Regions from separate parts of the Sus scrofa genome. Here region 2 is linked to region 1. The links are chromatin contacts, called in public HiChIP or PLAC-seq maps. All regions are on one chromosome and are shown on one strand. Each heading gives the region's core, a stretch centred on a gene start, on an enhancer-like site or on the middle of the called end of the contact. The rest is flanking DNA. Distances are from core to core; before and after follow the strand shown. Region 1 holds the start of NEK5 (serine/threonine-protein kinase Nek5). Region 2 holds the start of WDFY2 (WD repeat and FYVE domain-containing protein 2).

Region 1 (6,864 bases), core at 2,677-5,176:
GCTTCATTCCTTCTGTCCGCTCATTTGTTTGCTCATTTTAATATCATGCAACCACTTTGAAGAGTGGCCTGTTTTTACTGTGCAAATACCCCCCTGCTTTAGTGACCCTGCAGTTCAGACTTCATCCTAGTGCACTTCGAGGAACTTCAAGATTTCTTTGGCTCTGTGCTTGAATTCTATTATATTGAATTCAAGAAAGAACAATTCGGATTTGATTTGTTTTATTGTTTCTATAGACATTTTCAATAAAATCAGACAATATAAACTTTTATGATACTATCCTTAGACATCTAGGCCAAAGGACTATATTAAGGTGTGTATATATGTGTGCATGTGTGTGCAATCTTGATAATTCAGTTACTAAAGCCGCCTGGCTTGGTTTAGGATCTAAGATAAGTTACGCCAGGGAGAGCATGTGATGGAGTGGCAAGTGTCGACTGTATTTATCCTAACAGATTTAGCCATATGTGTTTACTGATCAAGATTTATTGAGTGCCTAACATATGCTAGGTTGAGTTTTTGTTTGTTTTTTTTGTTTTTGTTTTTGTCTTTTTGCCATTTCTTGGGCCGCTCCCGCGGCATATGGAGGTTCCCAGGCTAGGGGTCGAATCAGAGCTGTAGCTGCTGGCCTACACCAGAGACACAGCAACGCAGGATCCGAGCCGCATCTGTGACCTACACCACAGCTCATGGCAACGCCGGATCGTTAACCCACTGAGCAAGGGCAGGGATCGAACCTGCAACCTCATGGTTCCTAGTCGGATTCGTTAACCACTGAGCCACGACGGGAACTCTGAGATTCTTTTATGAAAGAATAAAACATGACTCCTTCCCTGAAAGTTTATCAGTTGAGAGCCCAGCACACAAGCAGATAATCTGAGAGCTGTTTATCATGTGTTCTGATCGAGTTCTGTGCCGACTGTAAGTCTCCAGGCGAGGTGGCTGCAAAAGAGGAAGACGTGAGGGAAGGTTGGTGATCATGACCTTGGTTCCAGCAGTTATCCGTCCTGGTTTTTGTTTCCAGTCCAGCGATGAAGTTTTTGTCACTTCAGGAAAGTCACTATTTAAAAAAATGTCTCATAGCTCTATTGTGAAAGGATCTTTATAAAGATTTAACCCAGGAGTTCCCACCATCAGTGGTTAACCATCCCAACTAGTATCGATGAGGACTTGGGTTCGATCCCTGGCTTTGCTCAGTGGGTTAAGGATCTGGCGTGGCTGAGAGCTGTGGTGTAGGTGACAGAACGACTTGGATCCTGCGTGGCTGTGGCTGTGACTGGCAGCTACAGCTCTGATTCATCTCCTAGCCTGGGAACCTCCATATGCCTCAGGTGGGGCCTTAAAAAAAAAAAATACACTAAAAAAAAAAAAAAAAAAAAGATTTAACTCACATTTTAATGTTAGGTTCTCATTTGGTAAGCAAAAATCTGAAAGCAATTACCATCTGGAAAATTTTTTAAAGGTATGCATGTGGAATTAATTCCCTAATTCGGGGGGCCACGCTCATGGCATGCAGAAGCTCCCAGGCCAGGGATCAAACCTGCACCATAGCAGAGATGACCCTGGATTCTTAACCCACTGTACCACAAGGGAACTCCCAAAGACAACTTTCAATGCTTTAGTATAGATTCTTATATTTGAAGGTTTCAATTGTAGTTTTCTAAATTTTTTTCTTTTGAAGAAAGTGCTATTTAAAAAACGAATACACATACTGATTGACATTTCCTGGGTCTGTTTCATGCCAGAAATCAGGCTTGGGGGAGCACTGTAGAAAAATATGGAACATGGAATTGCCTTCAATTTGCCCACAAGCATTGGAGGAATTTGGTCCAGCATGCATGAAATAAGTAAATACTGCTCAACGTGGCATAATTTCTGTCAATATTCCTCTGAAGGTGGAGAGGGGTTCTTTAAAGGCCCCCTGTCTGAGGAGACAGAAGCATCAGACGATGTTGATGGAGGTCACGATTCTGTCATCTTGGATCCAGAGAGACTTGAACCTGGGCTGGATGAGGAGGACACGTATGTGTGATATACCCATAGCTGCCGTGCACGCACATATTTAAATTGTACCTTATTTGTTTCTGGTTTAGGAGAAGCTGGTTATATTACTTTATATCATACACGAATATTTATACCTTGATCTTTTGTCTGGCATGGGTGATATGTTATTATAGAATTCTTGGCTGAGCTGTGTGTTTGTAATTGTTCAGCCTGAAATTTTTTTTTTTTTTTTCTTTTTAGGGCTGCACATGCAGCATATGAAAGTTTAGGCTAAAGTTTGAATCGGAGTTATAGTTGCTGGTCTACACTATAGCCACAGCCACAGCAACACCAGATCCAAGCCACATCCACGACCTGTTCTGCAGCTTGTGGCAATGCCGGGTCCTTAACTCACTGAGTGAGGCCAAGGATCAAACCTGCATCCTCATGGATGCTAGTCGGGTTCTTAACCCACTGAGCTGCAATGGAAACTCTTTTTTTTTTTTTAATACATTGGATTTTATATTGAAAAAGTTACAGAGACAATGAAAGGAAGTGATCTTTTGGAAGGCTAACCAATTTTTTCTCTATACAGTTGCCTTAGGGAGGTCATTTTTCAAAAATATAAGTATTGTTGTGGTGGTGTTCTGCTGTGAACCCACTGACAAATATTTACGGTGCTCCTTCAATGGAAGCTTAATATCTAAATTGTTTTTGCAGGGACTTTGAGGAAGACGACAGTCCGGACTGGGTATCGGCGCTGAAACAGCGAGCTGGCTGGCAAGGAGCGTGTGATGGATAACGCCCAGTGGAGTGTTCCTTAGTCACAGTGAGGGCATGTTTAACATGAGGAATTGATGGTTGGATAATAATTAGCTCATGGGATGTATATTTTCCTTTGGAAACAGGATGAAGAGGGAAACTGAATATTTAAAATTGTTTTGGTTAGTATGATAAGGTATAAAAAAAAAATCTAGAACTCCTATGAGTGTTTGAATTCAAAAGAGAAGGCATGAGCGGAATGGATCTGGGGTTTGGCCTTTGCAGTCAGAAATAGAAATTGAATGTGACCACTTACTGCTTGTCTGATGGTGGGAACTTATTTAACCTCTTTGAGCCTGAAATTCCTCAACCACAAAACGAGGCTAAGAATGCCTGCCTCATAGGGTTGCTGGCCTTGGTCCATTACAGCCGCCCGTAATGTTGTTATTTGCGTTGTTATGCTTTGTGCTTATTACTTTGTAGCTCTTTTTACATCTACTAGAGTTTTGAGCATCTAAATATATTAATTATAACGTAATAATGTGTGTGGTTTTTCAATAAGACCCATTTCTGGGTGACGATCCATGATGTTCAGCAGCTGCCAGCTGTCCTTAAATACAAAGGGATGTACAAAAGAGCCCGATTGGAGGCTCAGCCATGGGAAGAGTGGCACGAGCTACAGATCTTACCAGCAATTGGCGGTCCTGTAGACAAAAACGGAGAGGGACCAAAGGTGGGGAGTTCCTTCAGGAAGTAGCCGACACTGGTGTGGAACTAATGGGGGGGCAGGATCCCAACATGGATGGGTCACCGTGCCACACAAGTGCTGGGGCCTGTCCTTTAATGCCATGCTGCTTTAGTGACAGGAGAATGTTTTACTAAAGAAACAGGCTCTTCCCAGGGGATCCCCCAGGAGCAAGGGTGGGAGCAGCATAAGCCTGGCCTGGTATAGGGAACAGTGCTCTAGGAAGCAAGAGGGGGAAATAGTTGTAAAACCACAGTAGGATCATGAATAAGCATCTGCTGAAATGTGGAGTACATACTTTTTTTTTGCTTTTTAGGGCCACACCTGTGGCATATGGAAGACGGTCCCAGGCTAGGGGCTGAATCGGAGCTGCACCTGCCGGTCTCCGCCACAGCCACAGCAATGTCAGATCCGAGCTACGCCTGTAACTTACACTGCAGCTCTCAGCAATGCCGGATCCTTAACCCCTTAGCAAGGCCAGGGATCAAAACCACATCCTCATGGATACCAGTTGGGTTTGTAATCCGCTGAGCCACACTGAGAATTCCCCTTACCTCTTTTAAAGAGTTAAACAGGTTTTTTTTAAAATCTTAATGTACAAAAACTACACTGTAGCCCTCACCCACCCCACCCCTGTTTATACTCAGACGGTTAGTCATCCTTAGTCCCTTTGGGTTTCTGACAGTCTCTCCATCTTCCCTTATTTGTCAGGACCCTGACATTTTTGAGGAGTACTGGTTAGGTGTTTGTAAGACTGTCCCTTAAGGGGGCTTGTCTGATGCTTTTCTCATGATGGGACTGCTTGTGCGTGTTTGCGGGAAGAGCACACCCTGTCGGGGAGTGCGCCGGCTCCACGTGATGTTCCTGCGGTCGTTGACCATGATCCCTTGGCTAAAGCAGCGTCTGCCAGAGTTCCACTGTTAAGTTGCTAGTTTTCCATTTCCATGTTCTGGTCAGTCACAGTGAGTCACTAAATCTAGCCGATGCTCAGGTGGAGAGGAATTTAGTTCTACCTCTTGAGGGGGATTATCTGATAATACTAAGTCATTTGTTTTGTTGCTTGACTTGTTCCAGCTTTGGCCATGAGGAGTTGTTTTAGGCCGGCTCCTATATCCCTTTGACATGCTTTCATCTTTTTGTGTTTTGAGCCCCTCTTTTCTTTCGGGCACTGCAAGAAGAAGGTCCAGCCTCAGGATCAGCCGTTTCTCAAAGGAGCCCTGGTTCCTTTAATCAGTTTAGAAACCAGGATCTAGGTGCTGCGTGTGATGGTCGTTACTGGGATGTCACTGCTTCGAGGTCCTCTCAGCAGACAGCGAGGAAATATCTGTATGTATTCCGTCCTGTGTGTCTATATATTTATAGGCAACCTCTGCATCTCTCCCTCTGCATGCGTCTTAAGCTAAGTATGGGTTCGTTCATATTGATGTCTTGGGCTCTGTCCAGTACCTCGGGGTTCATTCCAAACCGCCCCCTCCACACACACAACCTCTTGCTTTTCTGTAGCTTCTCTCTTTTCTGTTTTCTGTTTTCCTTTTTTATGGCCAAACCTGCGGCATATGGAAGTTCCCATGCTAGGGTTTGAATCAGAGCTGCAACTGCAGGCCTGTGCCACAGCCACAGCCACACCAGATCCAAGCCGCATCTGTGAACTGTGCTTTGATCTCAAAGGGGTGGAATAGCATTTCTAAAAGACTACATTCTGGGTTATAATCCTTAGGTTAGCTCAAATAAAATTTTCCATTTCTTTCTCAGATTGATTCTTGATTAATTTTTCATGGACAGAATCAATGTTGAACTTCATCTATTCTAGCAAAAAGTTAGCATTCATCTGTGGATACGAATTGAGCTAATTTCTAGGAGGAAGAGGAAAACCCATTCAGGTCTTTAAAAGATGAATTTCCAATACAGTTTTACTTTTTATATTAATAAATATCAACTTGTGGTTTATTTTGATCAATTGTGTACTACTAGTAATTTTAATGAATTTTTAAAAGCCTATTATTAGGAAATAGACATTAACTTCCATTTATACGATAGGCGATCGATAAGATTTTGAGTCCTGGAAAACGTTATGAATGGAAATATGAGTTCAATGAGAGAGAGGAATAATAATGTAAACTTTCTGATTCTTAAAGAAGAGCACTTTTTAAAAAAAATAGATGATGGTGGGTTTCAAATTGCTGTAGCATTTAGATTCCGTTGAATATGTTTTACTTGTGTCAGTATTTATAATTGCTGGAAATTACATCCTTTCAACTACTTAAACATGTAATGAAACGTTTCAGACAGCAGCTCAGTGTGCAATGGGAATGAGACATGGGTGGGGGCGTGTCGGGGAGATGGTGAGAGCGTGTTTGCTTGCAGACCACTGGGCACAGCCAGTTTCCTAAGAGGTCCCCATAGGATGTCCCCCGCTGTGGCCAAAACAATAGGGCTCTGTTCCAGTCTCTTGAAAGTATTTGAGACCTTGCAGGAGAAACTGGTCCTGTCTCATTTGTAAAACTGGGAAACTGCTACCTTGCTCAGTAGTTGCAAAGAATAGTGATAATGTATGCAAAGCATCTAGTTCACCTTAAACAAGAAAGAGAAGCGATAAGGCTTGTTGAGTATTAGCAGAAGGGTTCCGAGGTATCGCGGCTAGGTCTCCAAACTCCCCGTCCCCCAACCTTCTTCCGGGTGGACCGGCCCTGTGCCCCGCCCGCTGTCCCTCGCGCGGCTCCGCCCCCGGCCGCTCTGAGGCGCGGCGGCCAAGGGAGCCCGGATCCACCCGGGAAGCTTCTCTTGCCCGGCGGAGCAGGTATGCTGCGTTATTCAGAACCCCGATTGCCCCCAGGGCTCTGGGAGCCAGGGGCCGGGGAGGGGGAAGGGTGAGCCCCCTCGGGAGAAGGAGCGGGCTGCTGGGGAGCGGTCTCAGGTCCCGGGCCGCGTCAGTCTCCATGGCAACGCGCAGCGCACCCGGCGCATGGCCTGTGCGCGAGTTCTGCTGCCCTCCCGCCGGCAGCCTCCCGGAGTGTTCCTAAGGGAGAAGGATTTTTCCCAAAGTCTGGGAGCTTCCATTCGCTGGTCCCTCCTGAGCGGGAGCTTCGCTCTGTTCCCGCGATGGGGCCCTAGCGTTCCGATTCCGCAACCGCCTGCCTCAAAACCCAGTCCTCCGGTGTCCCCAGTCTTCCCAGGCTGCAGAGCTGGTTCCCAGCCCCATGTAACCTAATCGTCCCTTCTTCCTACATTGACCAAATTACTTAAAAACATAACCTGTCTGCTCGGTCAATTTTTAAAAATCCGCATTATGCCCTAACTGTGGTAGAAGGGGGGGATGCAGCGGGACAGTTTACCCAAAGACACAGAGGCTGGCTGCTGGCCGAGGGCCGCCTGGC
Region 2 (6,864 bases), core at 2,247-4,746, 470 kb after region 1:
CATCATGGCTCAGTGGTAACGAATCCAACCAATATCCATGAGGACATGGGTTTGGTCCCTGGCCCCGCCCAGTGGGTTAAGGATCTGGCACTGCCGTGAGCTGTGGTATAGGTCACAGGTGCAGCTTGGTTCTGAGTTGCTGTGGCTGTGGTGTAGGCTGGCAGCTGTAGCTCTGATTTGACCCCTAGCCTGGGAACCTCCATGTACTTCAGGTGCGGGCCTAAAAAGGAAAAAAAAAAAATTTTAAGGCACGTTTAAAGGCCATCCAGTCCAATCCTTTTCCCACAAGAGTACACCTGTCCACACAGAACTTTCTTAGGTTGCCGTAAAATTCATTCAAACAAATATCAATGAAACGCCTACAATAGCTAAGATATTGTGCTTTCAGAAATGACTAAAAAAAAAAAAATCAGTCATTGATACAAGGAATTTTTATTAGAGGCCTACTGTGTGTCAGCCACCATCCTAGGCCATATGGATATTACAATGAGTAAGACGCACCTAGCACCTTAGGGAATTCATGGAGAAGATAAATAGACAACAATTATCTACAACACTGATTAAGACAGAAAAAAATGCCAAGCGTTTTCAAAGGCATAAATAAAGACTACTGGGAATCAGAGGTCAAAAAGGAAAACCAAGGTTTCAAAAGAACTTACAGGACACTGCCAGTCAGGAATGGGACATTATTTTGTGGTTTAACCTTACAGTTCAGTTATGGAAACTACTAGTTTCTAGCTGAAATGGTTAATGGAAATGGGTTAGTAGGTTCTGATGAAAATCAATATTCTATCTTCATCATTATGTCAAGTGATAGTGACACTGGATTTTTAAAAAGCAAAAACACATATCAATTCTTTTAACGGAAACCGTAATCGAAACGGAGCTCTAAATAACAGTTTTTTTTCATGTGTGACTGTATGTATGACCTACACAGACAGACGTGTTGACTTGAGTAATAATAAAGTATACATAAAGAATAATCCTGGACTTATTTAACAGTAACTGCACAATAAAATGTTTTCTATTACTTACATTGAAAACTAGGAAAGTGAAAATTAAGCATAATATATAGCTAAACATTGCATTTCTTTTGTCCTATAATCAAATGAAACATCTCTCAGTTTCTTTCATATATGCTACTGCAGCTTCTCCAAATACTCTGAAATGAGCTCCACCAAAGCTGTTTTTCAGGATAAACACAGTGAATTGGGAAGTAGAAGACTTAGGAGCGAGGCCTGGACCACACCACCAGCTACACAAACTTGGGCAGGTAAATTCCCTGACCTAAATTTCTCATCCATAAAACGAAGCTGTTACAGCAAATAACTTCCAAAATCCCTCTGAACTCTTTAAAAATATATGTGAAAACTAATCTCTACCCCCAAACCATCAACCAAAGCAGAAAGTTTCTAAAGTAGTCTTAAAAGAGCTTAGGTTTACCTACTTTGCTTCCTCTCGTACTTAATTTAACAAACTTACTTATGAATTTCCTATAGCAGTTAGGTTGAGCAGTTTCATCTCTACTAGTTACAGGAACAGTGATATCTATCAATACACTCTTTAAACACACACACACACAATTCTGTGACAAAGACTTTCTAGTAGGTCCAGAAGCAACCTCTTTAAGTAGAATTTTGTCTCCATGGAAAAATTCAACACTCAGGAGCCTTCTCTGTGAATTTCAAAGGGTGTCTACATCCATGTATTCCACCGCATCGGTGAATTTCTAGTCCTTGGCAGACTGCTTGCCAGTGGTGTATGTTTACAATGCTTTCCACTGGATCTGCATAAGAAGTGAATCAGGCACCATTTGGCCATTTGTATGAAGGGTGAGGTAGACAAAAATATTATTAATATATTCATCCTAGTTATACTGATGAACCTATGATATGAGCAGACCTATCAGGCACATTCTGCACATCTGTATGCAAACTGATGAAATTATAAAGACAATAATGAACACTTTGTCGCTTTACCTCTGCCTGCAATTTTACAAGTCACTAAAAAAAAATATTTTCTACCTCAGTATAAATCAAACTTACATTAAGAAAGCCTAACTACTATTTTAAGGTTAAAGCCCCTTGTCATATACCTCTACAATGTGACATTTTTTAGAATTTAGATTTTAGAATTCAGAATTTTAGAATTTTTTTAGAATGCTAGTTGATATTATCAAAGCAACAATTCCAGATCAGAACCTTAACTACTATATTCCAGCATCATTCCTCTGGAAACTAGCTTCATCTGTGTAATATCTGCATTATTAAAGGACATTAAGTTAAAGCAAAAACGCAGTCTGAAAAACAAGGGAGAATACTAAAGGCAGAACAACTGGCTCCACTTCTGCAAATTAAGCAAAATTAGGCAAATGAAAGGAAGCAAGCAAAGGGAAGGAACTCGAAAGCTATTTGCAGCAGTGGTTCCCTGAAAGTTCTAGGAGCTTCCCCTTGAGCTTGAAGAGATAAGGGAGGACAAAGCAGAAAAGGTACCTCTCCCTTTGGGCGGAAGCCCAAATACTCTTCAGAACTTACAGCATTCATTGAATTCAGTGTAAGATGTCTGGCAGAAGGGAGTGGCGCTTGCTTTCCTCACTCTAGAGCCTTAAGAACTGCACCAGAGTTCTCAAAAACCCTTATCTCGCAGAAGCTGCTCGGAGCATCCTCCCCACGCACACACCTGCAGGACCGGGCAGCTCCTCCCTCTCCCATCCTCAGGGCTGGACCAAGGTCCAGTGGCCAGAGCACCGTTAGTCCAAGGGCCGCCCTGGCCCGGGCAGGCGCCACTCGGCCCCGGCAAGGCCAGACAACACGCCGCTGTCCGGGCTCCGCTACCGCGAGCCGCGCAGCGGCGGCGAGACGCCGATGGACACCGGCACCACCAGGATGCATATTATAATAAAAACTTGGGAGAGCGCTCTACACTCGCGCCGACGTGGAGGCACAGCCCTCGAAGCGGGCTCGGGTCGGCCGGCCCGTCCCGCCCCTCCTCTCGACCAAGAGACAGAGGTTCGTACCTGTCCTCTGAGACGCTGATGACGCCCTCCTCCTTGGGCACGATCACGGCCATATTCACCACCTCCTGGGACCCCTCGACCCGCTGCAGCAGGATCGGCTTGCGGGTCAGCGGCTTGGGCTGAATCTCTGCCGCCATCGGAGGAGGGGGCGCGCCGTGGGCGCCGCCGCCAACCGCGCCGCGGGACTGGGCTGAAGAGAACGCTCGGGTACGGACACAGGGTGAGACACCGACTCTGGGTAGCCGGAGCGGGACGCCGGGGACCCACGATCATAGCCTGGCCGCCGCTCCCGGGAACGACTCCGCGCTCCCGGCTTCGGGCACCGAAACCGCCACGACCGGCGCTGCAACCCGGCGCCACCACTGGCGGAGGGGGCGGAGATTTGGGGGGCGGGCCTTAGGGGCGGGGCCTGCTCAGGAGGTGGCCGCTGGTGGGCGCGAGGGCGGCTACACTTCCGGAAGGGTGGTGGTGGAGGAGGAGGAGAAACTGAAAAGGGAGGCGGGGCGCTAGCGGCCCAGTGCGCGTGCGTCAACCCACCAGCCCATTTCCGCTCCTCCCCTCCGCCCTTCTCGAAGCCTTGCGGCACCGCCTCCAGGACGCATGCGCTTTCCGTGCTCTGCGGCCTCCTCGCCACCTTCCACACCCACACCCAGTCCCCTCCCTCTTTAATCTCCCGTGAACGCGCTTGCCAGTGGGTCCGCCCACTTCGAAATCCCTGAAAAGGGGGCGGGGGTGGGGCGGGGAAAAGCGCGCCTGGGCGAGGCCGGAAAGAGAAGAAGCCTGCAGGAAGGAAAGGAGCTGAGCTGGTTGGGACGTAACTAGGCATGCGTACGAGTTACCTCTCCTGCGCGGCCTTAACGAAGCGGGGTTTACAGCTCTCGGTATGCCCCAGCCCAGGGCCACAGAGTTGGATTCCTGGGCGTTGTAGTGGTTACGAGCCTTTTCTTCCTTGTTCTGGAATCGCCCACTTGTCACTGCTCCTGGCCTGGGGAGCCCAGCTGGCTCCCTGGCTATTGACCAAGTCACGGCCAGGACTGGCCTCTAAGACAAGGAACTGAAGGGCAGCCTTCAGCGGGGCAGATGATCGCTACGCCCCTACCACTGCCCCCGATAGTGGAGCGCCGGAAGTGGGGAAAGAAGAAAATCTCACACTGAGGGAGCTTAGAGATGATCTGTAGTGGCAACCTCAACGTTTTCTTAGATGACGAAGTTACTAGTCCAGGTTTACCATAGCTTCATGGTAGGGCTATAGCACCCCCAAACATGAACTCAGGCCCGCCCAATGCTGGTTCTGACTTCCTCCCGTTGCTCGGTAATCCAGCCTTTCTTGCTTGCTCCAGAGACAATGGGTGGGGTTACTGTGGTTATTGAATGAATGTTAGGTGCCTGGCAGAGGGCCTGGCATATGGGGTCCTTGACTGTGTGATAATCCCACTCGCCCTCCCAGAGTTAACAACCAGCTGAGGAGCAGTCATAGTCTGTGTGGTGTGATTGGGCTGGCAAAGGCAGTGGAGGTGAGGAAAATAATATGCCAGAGCTGGACAAAGAATGAGACAGGCCTTGCAGAAATGCATTTTATTAGGCAGGTTTTTGGCAGCCAAGGGGGTAGACTGCAAAGGGCCTGTCTCAAAGCACAGAGCACAGTTCTTTACCACTTCCTGTCTCCATAGACATTCTGTAAGGCCCTTGAAAGGGAGATTGAGGTATTTTCCAGCTTTGCAACCTAGAACAAGGTATTCCATTTCTCTGAGCCTCCAGCTCCCTGTCCAGTAAGTGGAGTATAATAACACGAATAACAGATTTGAAGTGCCTTCATACATAATAGCTGCCAGGAATTAGGACATGGACATATTTGGGGGGACATTCTTCAGCCTCCCACAGTGGTTTTAAATACCATCCATATGCTCCTGACTCCCATATTATCTCTCCCCTGACCATATTTCCAAACACCAGACTCATATATCTCATACTACTCCGCTTTGTCACGTAAGCATGAATAGGTGTTCCAGACATTCCCAAACAGTATCTTTAAATCTACTGCATCATTCACCCAGTTGTTCAAACCTAAGTTCCTGGGAGTCATCCCTGATTCTTCTCTTTTCTTCACAATTCCTGTCCAAACCATTAACCAGTCCTATCAGCTCCACCTCCAAAGTATGTTTTGAACTTTCCCACTTATATCATCAGCCCCAGTTCAAGTCGTCATAATCTCTGGCCTCTACTACCACGGTAGCCTAAGTGCTTTCTCTGTTTCTTCTCTTGAACCCGTATACAATCCGTTTTTATCACAGCAGCCGGAGGGATTTTGTTTTAACAATAAAAACCAGATCAGTTGCTCTCTGCTTAAAATGCATCCATGGCGTACCATTGCACTTGGGATAAAATGCCTCTCCAACCTCATCTCTTCTGTTCAGTGCTTTCCAAGCCCTGGCTTGGAATTCCCCAGAAATAACAACCTCCTTCCTGCTGGTGGCCTTTGCACCAACTGTGTTCACCTCTTGCCAACTTTATTCTCTCCACTCAGGCTTCAGCTCCAGTGTTAGCTCCTTAAAGAGTCTTACCCTCCCAACTGTACCCCGCCTCTTTGTAACACTCACTGCCATGTTAACCGGATCTATTTTCTTCATAGTACTTACTTCTACCCAAAATTATATGTGTTTCTCATTTATTTCTTTTTCTTCCTTTTCTAGAAGAGAAACACTTGGAGAGGAGAGATGTATGCCTGTTCATCATTGTATTCCTATCCCCTAGAATAGCACCTGGCACTTTAGGAGGCATGCTGTTAAGTATTTGTTAAGTGAATGAATAGAAAGAGAGGTAGTTTGGGATTTGTTTAACTCTTATTCCATTAGAGTATAATGGAAAGACTGGTATCTGGAATTTGCCCTAATTCCTGGGATGGGCGATCCTTGGGAGAAGACAGGGGCAGATGATAATTAGCAGCCAGATGAGAATAGCTGTATGGTAAAGGCACCAAGTGATTCACTGGCACCCAACAGAAAGGCCTAGCACAGGATAAATGAGGTGTCCTAATTGACAGGTGAGAGGAAGGTAGTAGTTACATGCAGGAGTTCCTAAACTGTTTAGGTTGCAGACCTTGTTAAAAATCAAATGAACAGTATGGATCAGCTGGGGGGGGCATAGGTCTACATACAAACAACTTTATATGCAATTTCAGAAACCCAGGTTAAGAACTGCTGATGACTCTCAGGAAATTTAAGCTGCTCAGCCCACTTCCCCACCCACAGGAGAGTAATAGAGAGTAAGACAGAAAGGAGTAGACTGTTAGAAAAATGATTCTCAAACTCCTTTGCTCATGTTCCACCTTAAAGAATTTCAAAGAATTTCAGTATATAAGTTTAAATATCCCATAAAGTCTGAATTCTAGCATCTTGCAAATATTAACATTTATCATAAACAGTTTATGCTTGAGGCTCTTTTATTGATGCCCCTGCAACACTATCTGAAACAAATATATAAATAAGTATATATATATAATTTGTGTATATATATTTTTATATATATGCAAATTTAAATTCTATAATAAGTGTAATATACTAAGGCCACAAAGTTCTAATTTGTAAGTTTCTTCTACATTAACTGATCCTTACAATTGTTAATACACAAGAGATCAAAACAAAATAAGTGTTTGAGAAATGTACATTGTTAAACATAAAAAGTAAATTTTTAAATAGAAATGTTTAATGAAAATTATTCTTAGAGGAGTTCCCTAGTGCCTCAGGGGCTTAAGGATTCAGCATCATCACTGCTGTGGCTCTGGTTACGGCTGTGGTGCAGTCCAACCCCTGGCCCAGAAACTTCTCATGCCGTGGGCAAGGCCAAAAAAT

The links. HiChIP or PLAC-seq counts read pairs in DNA pulled down with a chosen protein or histone mark.
Region 2: a contact with region 1 is called in an H3K27ac HiChIP or PLAC-seq map of skeletal muscle, with 2.6 times the contacts expected there. The contact joins the promoter of WDFY2 here to the promoter of NEK5 in region 1. A contact is called at or near these places in 1 of 47 Hi-C or Micro-C datasets (embryonic fibroblasts) and 1 of 2 datasets of contacts at active chromatin or transcription factors (skeletal muscle).

What each region holds. Positions count from the first base shown.
Region 1 is chr11:15,795,142-15,802,005 of Sscrofa11.1, forward strand. It overlaps NEK5 (serine/threonine-protein kinase Nek5), which reads left to right and starts at 3,927. Exons shown (of 23, transcript XM_005668386.3): 1 at 3,927-6,287. NEK3 (serine/threonine-protein kinase Nek3) reads left to right here. Exons shown (of 16, transcript XM_013980480.2): 15 at 1,896-2,022; 16 at 2,704-3,283. The coding sequence ends at 2,785.
Region 2 is chr11:16,269,017-16,275,880 of Sscrofa11.1, forward strand. It overlaps WDFY2 (WD repeat and FYVE domain-containing protein 2), which reads right to left and starts at 3,497. Exons shown (of 12, transcript XM_021065301.1): 1 at 3,017-3,497. The coding sequence starts at 3,153.